2 separate regions of the Sus scrofa genome follow, and region 2 is linked to region 1. Evidence: chromatin contacts called from public HiChIP or PLAC-seq data. All regions are on one chromosome and are shown on one strand. Each heading gives the region's core, a stretch centred on a gene start, on an enhancer-like site or on the middle of the called end of the contact. The rest is flanking DNA. Distances are from core to core; before and after follow the strand shown. Region 1 overlaps RSRC1 (serine/Arginine-related protein 53). Region 2 holds the start of GFM1 (elongation factor G, mitochondrial).

The links. HiChIP or PLAC-seq counts read pairs in DNA pulled down with a chosen protein or histone mark.
Region 2: an H3K27ac HiChIP or PLAC-seq map of skeletal muscle shows a contact between it and region 1. The contact joins the promoter of GFM1 here to the enhancer-like site in region 1. A contact is called at or near these places in 6 of 47 Hi-C or Micro-C datasets (embryonic fibroblasts, fetal heart ventricle, heart right ventricle and 2 more) and 1 of 2 datasets of contacts at active chromatin or transcription factors (skeletal muscle).

What each region holds. Positions count from the first base shown.
Region 1 is chr13:98,335,502-98,342,058 of Sscrofa11.1, reverse strand. RSRC1 (serine/Arginine-related protein 53) reads right to left here. Exons shown (of 10, transcript XM_021069723.1): 10 at 3,951-6,557. Among named protein-coding and RNA genes, the nearest start is that of MLF1, 19 kb to the left of the region's middle. Within about 2 kb of position 2,893, at least 1 of the 83 cell types and tissues checked has an H3K27ac peak or open chromatin away from gene starts, as enhancers often do. A contact at or near this core is called in skeletal muscle, where this site is marked.
Region 2 is chr13:98,406,737-98,413,093 of Sscrofa11.1, reverse strand. GFM1 (elongation factor G, mitochondrial) reads right to left here and starts at 1,962. Exons shown (of 18, transcript XM_003358643.4): 1 at 1,720-1,962; 2 at 382-534. The coding sequence starts at 1,812.

The sequences.
Region 1 (6,557 bases), core at 1,644-4,143:
GTGAGAGATTTTTAAAGTGTTCAGCAGAGGTTTTGTGTAGTAAAATGGTGGCCATTCATATTAATTTACGAATTCCACTTTTCTAAAACATTAGTAATTTTTGTTTGAATAATTTTTTTTACATTATTTATTTATTTTTTGTCTTTTTAGGGCCTCACTTGCGGTACATGGAGGTTCTCAAGCTAGGGGTCTAATCGGAGCTACAGCTGCTGGCCTATACCACAGCCACAGCAATGCCAGATCCAAGCCATACCTGTGACCTACACCACAGCTCATGGCAGTCCTTAACCCACTGAGGGAGCCCAGGGATCGAATCGGCAACCTCATGGTTTCTAGTCGGATTGTTTCCACTGTGCCATCATGGGAACTCCTCTTTTCTTTTTAAAAACCTTTTTATTATAGTTGATTTACAATGTTCTATCAATTTATGCTCTACAGCAAAGTGACCCAGTTATACAGATATATACATTCTTTTTCACAGAATATCTTCCATCATGTTCCATGAGAAGTGATTGGATATAGTTCCCTGTGCTATACAGTAGGACATCATTGCTTATCCACTCCAAATGCAATAGTTCACATCTACTAACCCCAAACTCCCAGTCCATCCAGCTCCCTCCCCCCTCCCTTGACAACCACAAGTCTCTTCTCTATGTCCATGAGTTTGTTTCTTTTCTGCAGATATCTAAAATTTGTGCCACATTTTAGATTCCACATGTAAGTGATATCATATGGTATTTGTCTTTCTCTTTCTGACTTACTTCACTTAATATGAGAATCTCTAGTTGTATCCACATTGCTGAAAATGGCATTATTTTGTACTTTTTCATGGCCAAGAAGTATTCCATTGTACAGCATCTTCTTAATCCATTCATCTGTCAGTGAACATTTAGGTTGTTTCCATGTCTTGGCTATTGTGAATAGTGCTGCAATGAACATAGGGGCACGTGTATCTTTTTGAATGAAAGTTTCGTCCAGATATACGCCCAGGATTGGGATTGCTGGGTCATATGGTAGTTCTATATTTAGTTTTCTGAGGTACCTCCATACTGTTTTCCATAGTAGAAATGTACCAGTTTACATTTCCACCAATAGTGTATGAGGCTTCCCTTTCTCCACACTCTCTCCAGAATTTGTTATTTGTAGACTTATTAATGATAGCCATTCTTACCAGTGTGAATAAGGAACCCAGAAATAACCCAGACACCTACGGTCATTAATCTTTGACAAAGGAGGCAAGAATATAAAATGGGAAAAAGACAGTCTCTTCAGCAAGTAGTGCTGGCAAAACTGGACAGCTACATGTAAATCAATGAAACTAGAACACACCCTCACACTATGCAAAAAAAACAAAAAAACAAAAAAACCCTCAAAATTCCTTAAAGACAAACATAAGACAAGACACCATAAAACTCCTAGAAGAGAGCATAGGCAAACATTCTCTGACATCAACTGTACAAATGTTTTAAGTCAGTCTCCCAAGGCAATAGAAATAAAAACAAAAATAAACCAATGGGGCCTAATCAAAATTACAAACTTTTGCAATAGTAAAGGAAACCACTGAAAAAACCTCAAAAGGACAACCTACAGAATGGGAGAAAATAGTTGCAAATGATGCAACTGACAAGGACTTAATCTCCAAAATATACAAACAACTCAAACAATTCAACAGCCAAAAAAAAAAAAAAAAAAAAAATTGAAAAATGGGCAGAAGACCTAAATAGACATTTCTCCAAAGACACACGAAGCACCAACAGGCACATGAAAAATTGCTCAACATCACTAATTATTAGAGAAATGCAAATCAAAACTACAATGAGGTACCACCTCACAAATTGTGCATTTGAACTAGATTCCAATAATCAAATTCCCCACTGACATTTAAACATCGTATTATTTTTTAAACTCCCAAAGTAAAAATACATTTAAAATCTATGCTGTCCTTTTTAGTAAAAGGACAGAGATTTTTGTCACAGATTATGGTAAATTCTAAACAAGGTTTTTCAAAAAATAAGAAAATAAAACTCTGAAAGTTTTTATAACTCTTTCAAAAACTCTCTAAGTTTTGTGTAAATGACTTTCAAATGGATTTAGAAACTAATTGAACAATTAATTTTGGAATTGTATTGCATAATTTGGGGAATTATGCTACACAGTTATTATATTATTATGGCAATATAAACATACTTTGAAATTGGAACTTCAAGTTAAGAACCTCAATACTGTAACTGAGTCTACGGTATTTTCTAGACTGTGTCGAATACTAACCTGTTTACCAATCACTTGTCACCTTCTCCTATTAAGTTAATTCTAAAGAAAGTTAAAAAAGTATTTTTTCAAACTATTAATAAAGGAATTATGCATTATCTTCCCCAGGTCTTTAGATTTATTATAGCAGAAAGAGGAAAGAGAAAGGCTACAGTGGGGCTAAATAAATAATCCAGTTACAGAATTCATTTTAAAAAAATCTATCCAATCTTTAATATAGTCATTCAATCCATTGTGCTGGTATGTGTTATACATTTATTTATGTTTTCAATTCCATTTTAAGTTTTTTATGATATTTTCATGGAACATGCACAGGTAGATAAACTGTAGTGCTGGATTTTATTTAAGATGTAGGATTTTATTTATTTCTTTGAACAGGAAAAAAATTGTTTTTTTATTTGGCAAAAGATGAAATTTGTCCTTCAACAACACACCAAGATCAACTCCATAGAGATGAAGGATTTTCGAGGACACAGGATTTTAGTAGTTCATTTTTTAAAAGACTATGAAGGGAGCTTGTACTACACTAGGTTTGTTACACTGGGATTTAAACCTGAGTACCGTGTTACAAGAAGTGCAGAGAGGGTCAGTTCAGTTCATCCTTCTCTACTAGAACTGCAGCAGGATCATTTTGCCTTCTCAAGACCTAAAAATAAAATGGTACATTGTTGAGTTTAAAGTGTTGTCTTACTACACTGGTAGACTTTACGTCTCAAAAACTGGCCTATCCCTTGCACGGGGAGCAACCACAGGAGCCAGCAGGCGGACTCTGAATGACCACATCTAAATCATTTGAAATATTATTTTTATAATTAAAAAACTGGACCAGAAAGAAAGTCTGGCTAAGTGAAGACTAGTAAGGTCCTTGCTTAAACTCTAGCCCCACTGTTGCTGGTTGCTAATGCAACAGAGAAGGCACCAGGTACTTGATACCCTTCCCCATGATATCGAAAGGCTTTGCCAGTTCAGAGACATTTGGAGATAAAAATCATGGAAATCAAACTAATTTGGTTACAGAACTCATCTATTTGTTTATTTAACTTTTTAAATAAGATTTTTAAAAATTGTGGTAAAATACATAACTGTCATCTTAACTATTTTTAAGTGTTCAGTTCAGTGTACAGAACACATTCACATTGTTGTGAAGCCATCACCACCATCCATCCTCATAATTCTTTTTATTTTATAAAACTGAAAGTCTATACTCATTAAACAGCAACCCCATTTCCCCTCCCCTCCAGGCCCCTGGCAACCACCATTATACTTTCTGCCATATTTATGATTTTAAATACTTTAAATACCTCACATAAGTGGAATCATATAGTGTTTGTCTTTTTGTGACTGGACTATTTCAGTTAGCACAATGTCCTCAAGGTCCATCCATGTTGTAGCATATTATAGAATTTCCTTCCTCTTGAAGGCTGAGAAATACTCCATTGCATACGTACACTACATTTTACTTCATCCATTCATGGACACTTGAGTTGCTTCCCTGTTTTGGCTATTATGAATAATGTTGCTATGAACATGGGTATACAAATATCTCTTTGAGACCCTGCTTTCAATTCTTTTGGGTATATACCTAGACACCTATTATTTTTCCACTGGCTCCAAACAGCTTGAGAAATTTAAACAGCCACACTGCTAAATAGACTGCCTATTTAAGAGGGGCAAATTCATTCTTCCTTCATTGAAAAATATTTATTGAAAACCTTCTTTCTGTCAGGCACAGACTAGATTCTGGGGATACAGTGAAAGCAAAAATAATTTTGAAATATATGATAGCAGAATTTTCTTTGACTTGGAAAAAACACAAGTAGAATATATTGATCAACATCCATCTCTATGATAACAGGTAAAGATGATTAGAGAATTCACAAAGAGTTCTTTCTTACCTTCATTTTTACTCCTGTTCTACTGTAAAGACTCAGCTATTTTCTTTTCACAATGACTTACTTTTCCATAATTCCATAAAGGAGTTCCAAAGATTAAGTATAGCTTACACATAAAGGATGACATTTAAACATTTTCTAAATAATTCAAACACTCTATCAACTGAGTAATAGACTGGAGCTGGTTCAAAACCTCTTCTGTAATACTCACAAGGAATCCTGGGGTAGGGAAAGGGAGGAAGGAAGGAGTAACGTGGGTGTAAGAATTCAGATCAATTCATCCATAGTTTAGTGACCAAAAATGTCCCATATCATTGGGACATTTCTAGCTTTTGTTACCACCTTAGTTGCTCACTTAAAGATTTTCACTTGATACCCAAACCAAAGGAAAATTTGGGGAAGGACCAAACCACAAGTGAACTTTATCTTCTCATTCCAAAATAATGCTTTCTATAACAGCACACAGTGGAAAAACAGAGAGTCAGGGAATACACAGTGGTCCTCAGGGCTGTGCAACATCTTATAGGGAGCTGCAAATCTTTTTTCAGAAGTATAGAAAGTCTCCTTTCAGCTACCATTGCATGTCTTGCTCATGTCACCTAGGCTGACAAGTGGTGGTGATACAAGATTGCTGCTGAAGTGGTCAAATGAAGGTTTGGCTTATTCAGCCATTTCTCCACCAAAAGGACGAAATGGTCATAGAAAGTCAGAGGGCAAACAGGAACCTAACATTTTGCCTGGATTTTTAATAGGATCAAAGGGGCGGAACCACTTGGGTCTTTCACCATAGGGCCTCTTCCTTGTAGGTGCAACAGTTCCCAGCCTTCTAGAGCAGTGATGGAAGGGGATGGCTGCAAGTTCCTGTGGCTCCAGGAGCTTTCTTATCCTTCAAGTTTACATTAGCTGTGATCTCATCCATGAAGGCTTCTTTAATTTTCTAACTTGCAGTAATTTCTCTCTCTCTTCTTTGCAACCATGTCCTCTCCTCTGCCATCAAGTACTATATCTCTCATGTCACAAACAGGTCTGGGCTTCATAACTAAGCCACCCGAGGGTGGGCTCTCCATTGGATTCACCCAGGTACACCCAACCACCCTTACTGTGTCTGGCACAAACTAGGTAGTCAAAAAAAAAATATTAACGAGTAAGTGGGTAAGTGTGAAGAAGACCTGAGATTCCTTAAGTAAAGTAGATGGTGGGTCACAAGGGTTTCTTGTGGTCTTGGCAGTGGGAGAGATCAGGGAAAGCTGGGGACAAAGCTGGGGTGGAGTCTTCTGGCCATGGCAATTCAAGCACATACACAGGAGTACACTGAAGTTGGGGTATAGTTTTCAAATCATTACCCATGCAACTATTTGTTCCACATTTCATTAAGGAAATAATGAAAATGCTGCCTTTGGATAAGCAGTACACTTTTTCTATCAAGGACTTTCTTTTGTGTTATTTTCCTGAAAAAATCAAGGTAGGCAGGTCCACTATTAGTATTCTCATTTCACATGCTGGGAAGCTGAAGCAAAGCAGATGAATGACTCAAACTGTTCTGTTCTCATATCCCTAGCTGCCTGGCTCCTCATAATAAGGGAATGACAGAAAAAATGTTCTTACTCTATTTTCCCTGAGAATGCACTCAGTTGAGAAATAAAAACTTGTATTATTAATACTTATTTTGTATGAAGTTAATGTTTCAAAAAAAAAAAAAAACACTTTGAGGTCTCATGTAAGTCCAGATTGTTGCCATTAGTCAAGTGACATGAAAAATCTGTTCTGTTTTATAGGTTCATTATATTAGGATATTAAAGAAGGCCTGGATGCACCACTTAGCTTGAGTTTGGTGATATGTTTGATAGTGGTCTATGAAGTCATTCTTATTAAATCTGATCTGGTTTGTGTGGTAATATTGCAGTCTTCAACAAAAATCAAGGTAAACAAAATTAGCAGTACGTTAAAATGAATCATATTGGAAATCAGGAAGGAGGGGAGGAGTACTTGAGTTCCTACAGGGACTTAAGTTTAGGTAATTAAAAAAAAAAAAACACCTTGATTCTCTATCTTCTTGAAAAATTTAGCTTTAAAATATAAATCTATTGCAGGTCATGCTTTTGTATTTGGGCTATCTGCCATAGAGGAACACTGGCATTAAATATAATTAAAGTGGATCATAACAAAAGTGTAGACCAGCTTCTATGGAGAATCATTAGTGGCTCAGATGAAAACCCGTATTCTTTTTCTTTTTTGGCTGCACCTGCGGCATATGAAGTTCCTGGGTCAGAGACTGAATCTGAGCCACGGCTGCAGCAAAGCTGGGTCCTAACACATTGCACCATAGTAGGAACTATAACAACCCATATTCTTGCCCAGACCACTAAAATATACTTCCTCAAAGGGTGACAATCCTTT
Region 2 (6,357 bases), core at 713-3,212, 72 kb before region 1:
TTGTGACCTACACTGCAGCCTGTGGCAATGCCAGATCCTTAACCCACTGAGTGAGGCCAGGGTTCAAACCTGCATCCTCATGGAGACATCAGGTCCTTAACCCACTGAGCCACAATGGGAACTCTACATGCTTTTAAATGTTACAGAGACGTTTATATTGTTAAATGGGAAAAAAGGTTTAAAATGATTGCCATGGCTGTGGTGTAGGCTCCAGCTGCAGCTCTGATTTGACATCTGGCCCTGGGCACTTCCGTATGCTGCAGGTGCAGCCGTAAAAATTTTAAAAAAGCATATAAACATCATGTTAATAGCTACTTTAGGGTAGTACATATCAACTTAACATTCTTAAAACTAATCTGGAATCTACCATGAACCACATACCTCATGCATTTTTGCAATTCTACCAGTGTAGTAAAGCACTCGTTCTGTTAATGTAGTTTTCCCAGAATCAATGTGAGCTGAGATTCCAATATTTCGTATCTTTTCATTAGGAATCACCCCTGATGAACACCATCGGCAGATCTTCCAATTAGCCTGAAAAAAATGAGAACTCAATTCAATGCACTTTTTATGATCTAACAGTGGACAATTAGGGTTCAGTGGACATCCTTCCTCCAAGAAAATTCAATGGACACAAAACTTCATATGAGATAGCCTGAAAAGGCAAAAGAGGGAATGTCTCAACCTGCAATTCCTATAATCAAAGAGACTGCAAGAGATGGCAGAAAAGACATATAAAATAAAATAAAAAGGGACCGATAATTTTACCAAATGGCACAGATTTGAAAGTATATACCGGCGCTGATAAAATCAGAAAGATGGTTCCCAACAACTGCTTTAATAGGAAATACAGTTTTCACTTTAAATTTTACTTTGATTTTTTCCCCCTTCCTCCTTAAAATAGTTTCAGAGCTAGCAAAGATGTTTGGACTTATACGCTCTATGCAGCGGTGCCAATAGGTTCAAGCGGCCCACAAAAAGTTTCCGATTCCTTCTATCGCCTAAAAATTAATGACATAAAACAATAACTTTAATTTACCATGGTGGTGAGGGTCCAGCCTTTTATGAAATCAAGACACAATATAAACCTCTCCCTACAGGAGTGAACATCCAAAATGCACTGCAGCCACTTCTGGGAGAAGGGAAGCAGAAGAACTTGAAAAGGTGGGTAAAATATTAAATGGAAACTAGCTTCATTGATTAAATCCCAGGAATACCAGCAAGCAAAGCGAAGGTGGTTTGCATGACAGGAAAGGCTCAACTCCTACCTAACACTATTCCACTTTGCGCCCCATCTCCACACCCCCACAAAAGGCAGACATATAATTAAAGAAAAGTCCTGGGAAGGTCGGTTGAAAGAGGGAGCAGGGAGCCCCGCCGACACTGTAGTGAAAAAAGCACTGGATAATGAGTCAAAAGCCCTGAGTTCAAGCCCAGGACACACTAATTTTTCAGTTGTCTTGACCTTCACTTCAGTCACCTCTTCTAAGTATACCAATAATAAGAGGCGTAACCATGAATTGGAGGCCCGCCCAACCTCCCAGGATACCAAGACGTTGCTCAGAAATAACCAAAGGCTGTGCAGATACCGAGGGGCTTTTCAGCACTGAGGTCAACAGCTAGCATTCGGAGATGCCAGGGAGGGAAGGGGTGTCATTTCCTCTCCAGCCCCGGAGGCACTGCAAAGTCCTGGGGACAGTCCCTGGTTCCCTGTCGCACCTGCTTCCCCGGCCAGCCGAGGGCAGCGGGGATCCGCGGGAGCGGCCCGCGCCCCACGGCCGCGGCGGCGGCGGCGGCTCCCAGCAGCCTCATGGCGAGCGTAGAATAGACGCGAAAGTCCCACAGCGCCCGGTGTACCCAGCAACCTGCACCACTGCCAGAAGCGTTCAAAGTCACGCCGGCAGTCAGTGCTGGAAGAGCACTTCCGGGGAGAAGCAGGCAAAGGAGGGGAGAAAAAAAAGAAAGAGAGAGAGGCTTCCGGATCTCAGAACTGAGCAGCACCCTCCGCTGCCCGCACGCCCTCTGCCGACTTGGAAGAGAAAGTGCAGCCACTTTGCGGAGCTAAGCACGCTTTTCGCATGTTCCCGGAAAGCGGCGGCCTTTAAACGTGGTTCTTTTGCCTCTACAGCAACGGGAAGAAAGGTTTAAAATAGTTCTTAAGGTTTTTTTTAAAAAAGAAAAATTGTTACATATGCTACTTCAACAAATGTGAACAAATACTCTATAGGACATGACTTGCAAAGAAGGTAAAAAAAAATAATGAACTATCCACAAATGTTTTTCTCTTTTCAAAATGTTCCATCTTTGGTTAATGTTAAGTACCTATATATATGTCCAGTACCTATACATTATATGTCCTGTCTCTATAGAAGACAGCATCCTTGACGATTCCACTTGGATCTCTTAGAGGCATCTCGAAATTATTATGTCCAAAAACGAGCTAATGACCTTCCACTGAATCCTCCCAAGATCTTCATCTGATAAACAGGAATTCCGTTCTTCTGGTTGCCCAGACCAAAAACGTCACCTTTTGACACCACTCTTCAACTTTTCTGGTTTTGTTTCCACATGCTACGGGCACTACATTCAAAGATAGATTCAGAACCCGCAGCTTCTCCCCACCTCTCAAAGCATTGCTGTTTTCTCACGGAATTTACTCTAACAGCCTGACTGATCTTACTGCTGCTGCCCTGCGGCTTCTCAGCCTATTCCCAATAGAAAAACTGAAGGGATCGTTTTAAGCTATACCCTTTGCCCTCTGAAATCACTCATAACAGTGATTTGCTGTTATCTCTACTTTTGTATAGGTTTGAAGTTTTTCATAACTAAGTTTTTAAAAATTCCTTTTAAATTTTAAATAACTAAATTTTAAAAATTTAAAAATAAGGTTAAGAATAAACAAGACCTTGTTTGAGCAGCTATGCCATTGCAGCCCTATTTCACCTGCTGTTCTCCTCCAGACTCATTGGCCTTCTTGCTGATCCTCACATGACCAAGAGCCTTTGCTCTCCTGTAGATAAGGGCATGACTCTTTCCCATATTTTCTTCTTGGTGTTCAAATATCATCTATCACTGAGGTGTTTGCTCCTTTTAAAACAGCAAGCTCTTCCCTATGTTTGCATACTATTTCATTTTCCTTCAGAGGGCTTCTTAGATTTATCCAGACGTGTTAACACAGTTGTCTATCGCCACCTCCCCTTCCCCGCATGTGGAAGTTCCCGGCCCCATAGCCAAACTGCACTATAACAACCGCTGAGGCGCGCTGCAGTGGCAACACCGCATCCGTAACTTGCTGTGCAACAAGAAAATTCCAAGGCAGCTATTGCCTGGCTCTTCCAAGAAGAATGTGAGTGCCATAAGGACAGTGATTTGGTTTTTTAAAACTGCTATACCCCTTGCTGTGCTAGGTGCTCAATAAATATTTGTTAAAGAATGAATAAAATCAAATAAATAAAAATCAGAGTAAATTACAGGAGACTAGAAGAGAAAAATCGGAGAGTCAATAATGAATTTCGAACTTTTTGTATATTATCCATGTATTAATTTGTAGTAAAGGTCTACTTTGACGAATAAATCCATTTATGTCAAATACACTTTTAAGTAAACTTTTTCATTTCTAGGGTTTCAAAAATTTAGTCTCTATAAGCCTTTGCAAGTATTTAAAATATATAAATTAAATCATAATTATGTTAATGGTAATAAAATTAAGGTTTTATTTTAATTTTAAGCTATAATTATATTAAATAAATAAAAAGTGTATCTACTACTTCTGAAATTACTTTTTGAAATTACCACTTTAATAAAACTTCCTTAAGTGAGAATTCATACTCATTATCCTGTGTGTATGTATCTTCATACGTCCCTGTAATTATTATGAGTGTATTCTTAATTATTTTTATTAATCACCCCTGTAACCAAAGTAATAAACTTTTGTTTTCTCCACAGAGAAAACTGGAGGACAAAAAACCAAGAAGTGTCTAGCTAAATTGAGTACACATTATAAATTACTTCTGTTAAGTTTTAAAGTGGCAAAATAACACAAACATCATTCAAAGCAGGTGCACATTCAGTTAATTCAGTCATTCTATAATGTATAAGAATAAAGATAGGGAGTTCCTGATGTGATGAAGTGAGTTAAGAATTCCACTGCAGCAGCTCAGGTCACTGTGGAGACATGGGTTTGCTCTCTGGCCCACACAGTGGGCAAGGATCCAACATTGCTGCAGCTGTGGCTCAGATTCATTCCCGGACCCATGAACTTCCATTATGTCACAGGTGCAAAGCCAGAAAAAATAAAATAAAAATGTAAACTGTCTTTAATGACCAAAACTTTGTATCTTTTTTTTTTCCTTAGAAATTGTCCAAGTATCCAAGGAATAAGTTAAAATTTTCTAAGGTCTTGAAAAGTAAACTGAAGATCTGAAAAATTAGTTTTATCTAACACATTGTGCTTATAATAGTATTATAATTCTGTAAGATCAAAACATCTTTAAAAGACATTTGTATTACAATTTTATTTCGATAAACACCATTTCATATTTTGTAATCTTATTTTGTACACCATTGGTGGAATCAGTGATAACTTACTTGATCCACAAGATCAATACAGGAAATTTAGAAAGGTTAAATCATGAGAAATTCAATCCTGATTTTATATAAACTAGAATATTTTATTAGCATAAAATTTACATAATAAAGCCTAAAAGAAGACATGTATCTGGCTTAAAATAAATATTCATTAATGCGCCCAAATCCATCCACTTATCAGATATATATTATAAGCCTTTTTAAATATACATTTATAAACCTTATATTCATTATTATTAAATCATGCTTAAAAGCTCCTTTTAGGAGTTCCCGTCGTGGCGCAGTGGTTAACGAATCCGACTAGGAACCCTGAGGTTGCGGGTTCGGTCCCTGCCCTTGCTCAGTGGGTTAACGATCCGGCGTTGCCGTGAGCTGTGGTGTAGGTTGCAGACGTGGCTCGGATCCCGCGTTGCTGTGGCTCTGGCGTAGGCCGGTGGCTACAGCTCCGATTCAACCCCTAGCCTGGGAACCTCCATATGCCGCGGGAGCGGCCCAAGAAATAGCAACAACAACAACAAAAAAAAGACAAAAAAAAAAAAAAAAAAGCTCCTTTTATCTTGAAAACATTCTTATGATAACAAAGGCTATTCTTTAAATTCACTTGTCTACATTTTATGCAAAAGCAGCACAAATTGTTTGAATTTTTGGAGGTCCCGTCGTGGCGCAGTGGTTAACGAATCCAACTAGGAACCATGGGGTTGTGGGTTCGGTCCCTGCCCTTGCTCAGTGGGTTGAGGATCCGGCATTGCCGTGAGCTGTGGTGTAGGTTGCAGACGCGGCTTGCATCCCACGTTGCTGTGGCCCTGGTGTAGGCCGGTGGCTACAGCTCCGATTGGACCCCTAGCTTGAGAACCTACATATGCCGCGGGAGCAGCTCTAGAAAAGGCAAAAAGACCAAAAAAAAAAAAAAAAAAAAATTTGAATTTTTTCTCAGAAATTTGGCCTGGTTTTTTTGGACTAGATATTCCTGGTGACAGAGAGTCCATATAACATAATGATTTCCTTCTGAGATCATCTTTAAAATTTTTCAAGTGGGAGAAAAAGATACGGAGAGGAACAGAATAAAAGGTGAGATAGAACCAGCTTTATACTGGCTAAAAGATAAACTGAGGCATATTAAAACTTTTGAATTTGAGCAAAAAGTTGATTTGAATCAGCACCAAACAGGAAATGGTTAGGAGCCCTCCACCAAGTGGAGCAGGGAGAGATTTTCACAAAGGAGGAGGCAAGGAAATTATTTTCTTAGCGATAACTGCTTTATCTGAGAGAGCCTCATTGACTATTTTTGACTGCTTTAGGTTTCCTTTTTTTAACCTTGAGGCATCACAGGCTTAGGTTTTGATTTGCTTACATGGGTTACTGAGGCATTAAAGCCACTTCAGTCTAATGGCCTCATTGGTTAATTTAGTAATACAAATATGAAAGTGGTCATGAAAAGTCTAAGCACCTTCCCTCTTCAAGGAGAGAGGAGAGCTCAAAGCTAAGACATGCAGTTAAAAAGCCCTGAAGTATGGAAACAAAAGATGGGCAGTCTTTTACATAAACAAAGTGGACTCTTTTAGATAGATAACACAGAGGCTGTCCTTCTGAGGGTTTTTTTGGGTGGTTGGTTTTTTTTGTTTGTTTTTCTTTGGTGGTGTTCTTGTAAGGTGTTTCTCAAGTGAAAGTCTTGTTCACATCATAGTTCCCCAAAGGGGTCACTACAGTTTCTTGCTAAAGTTATGCCAGGAGGTAACACAAGTCTCTTAGCTGCCAAACCCAAGAAAAATT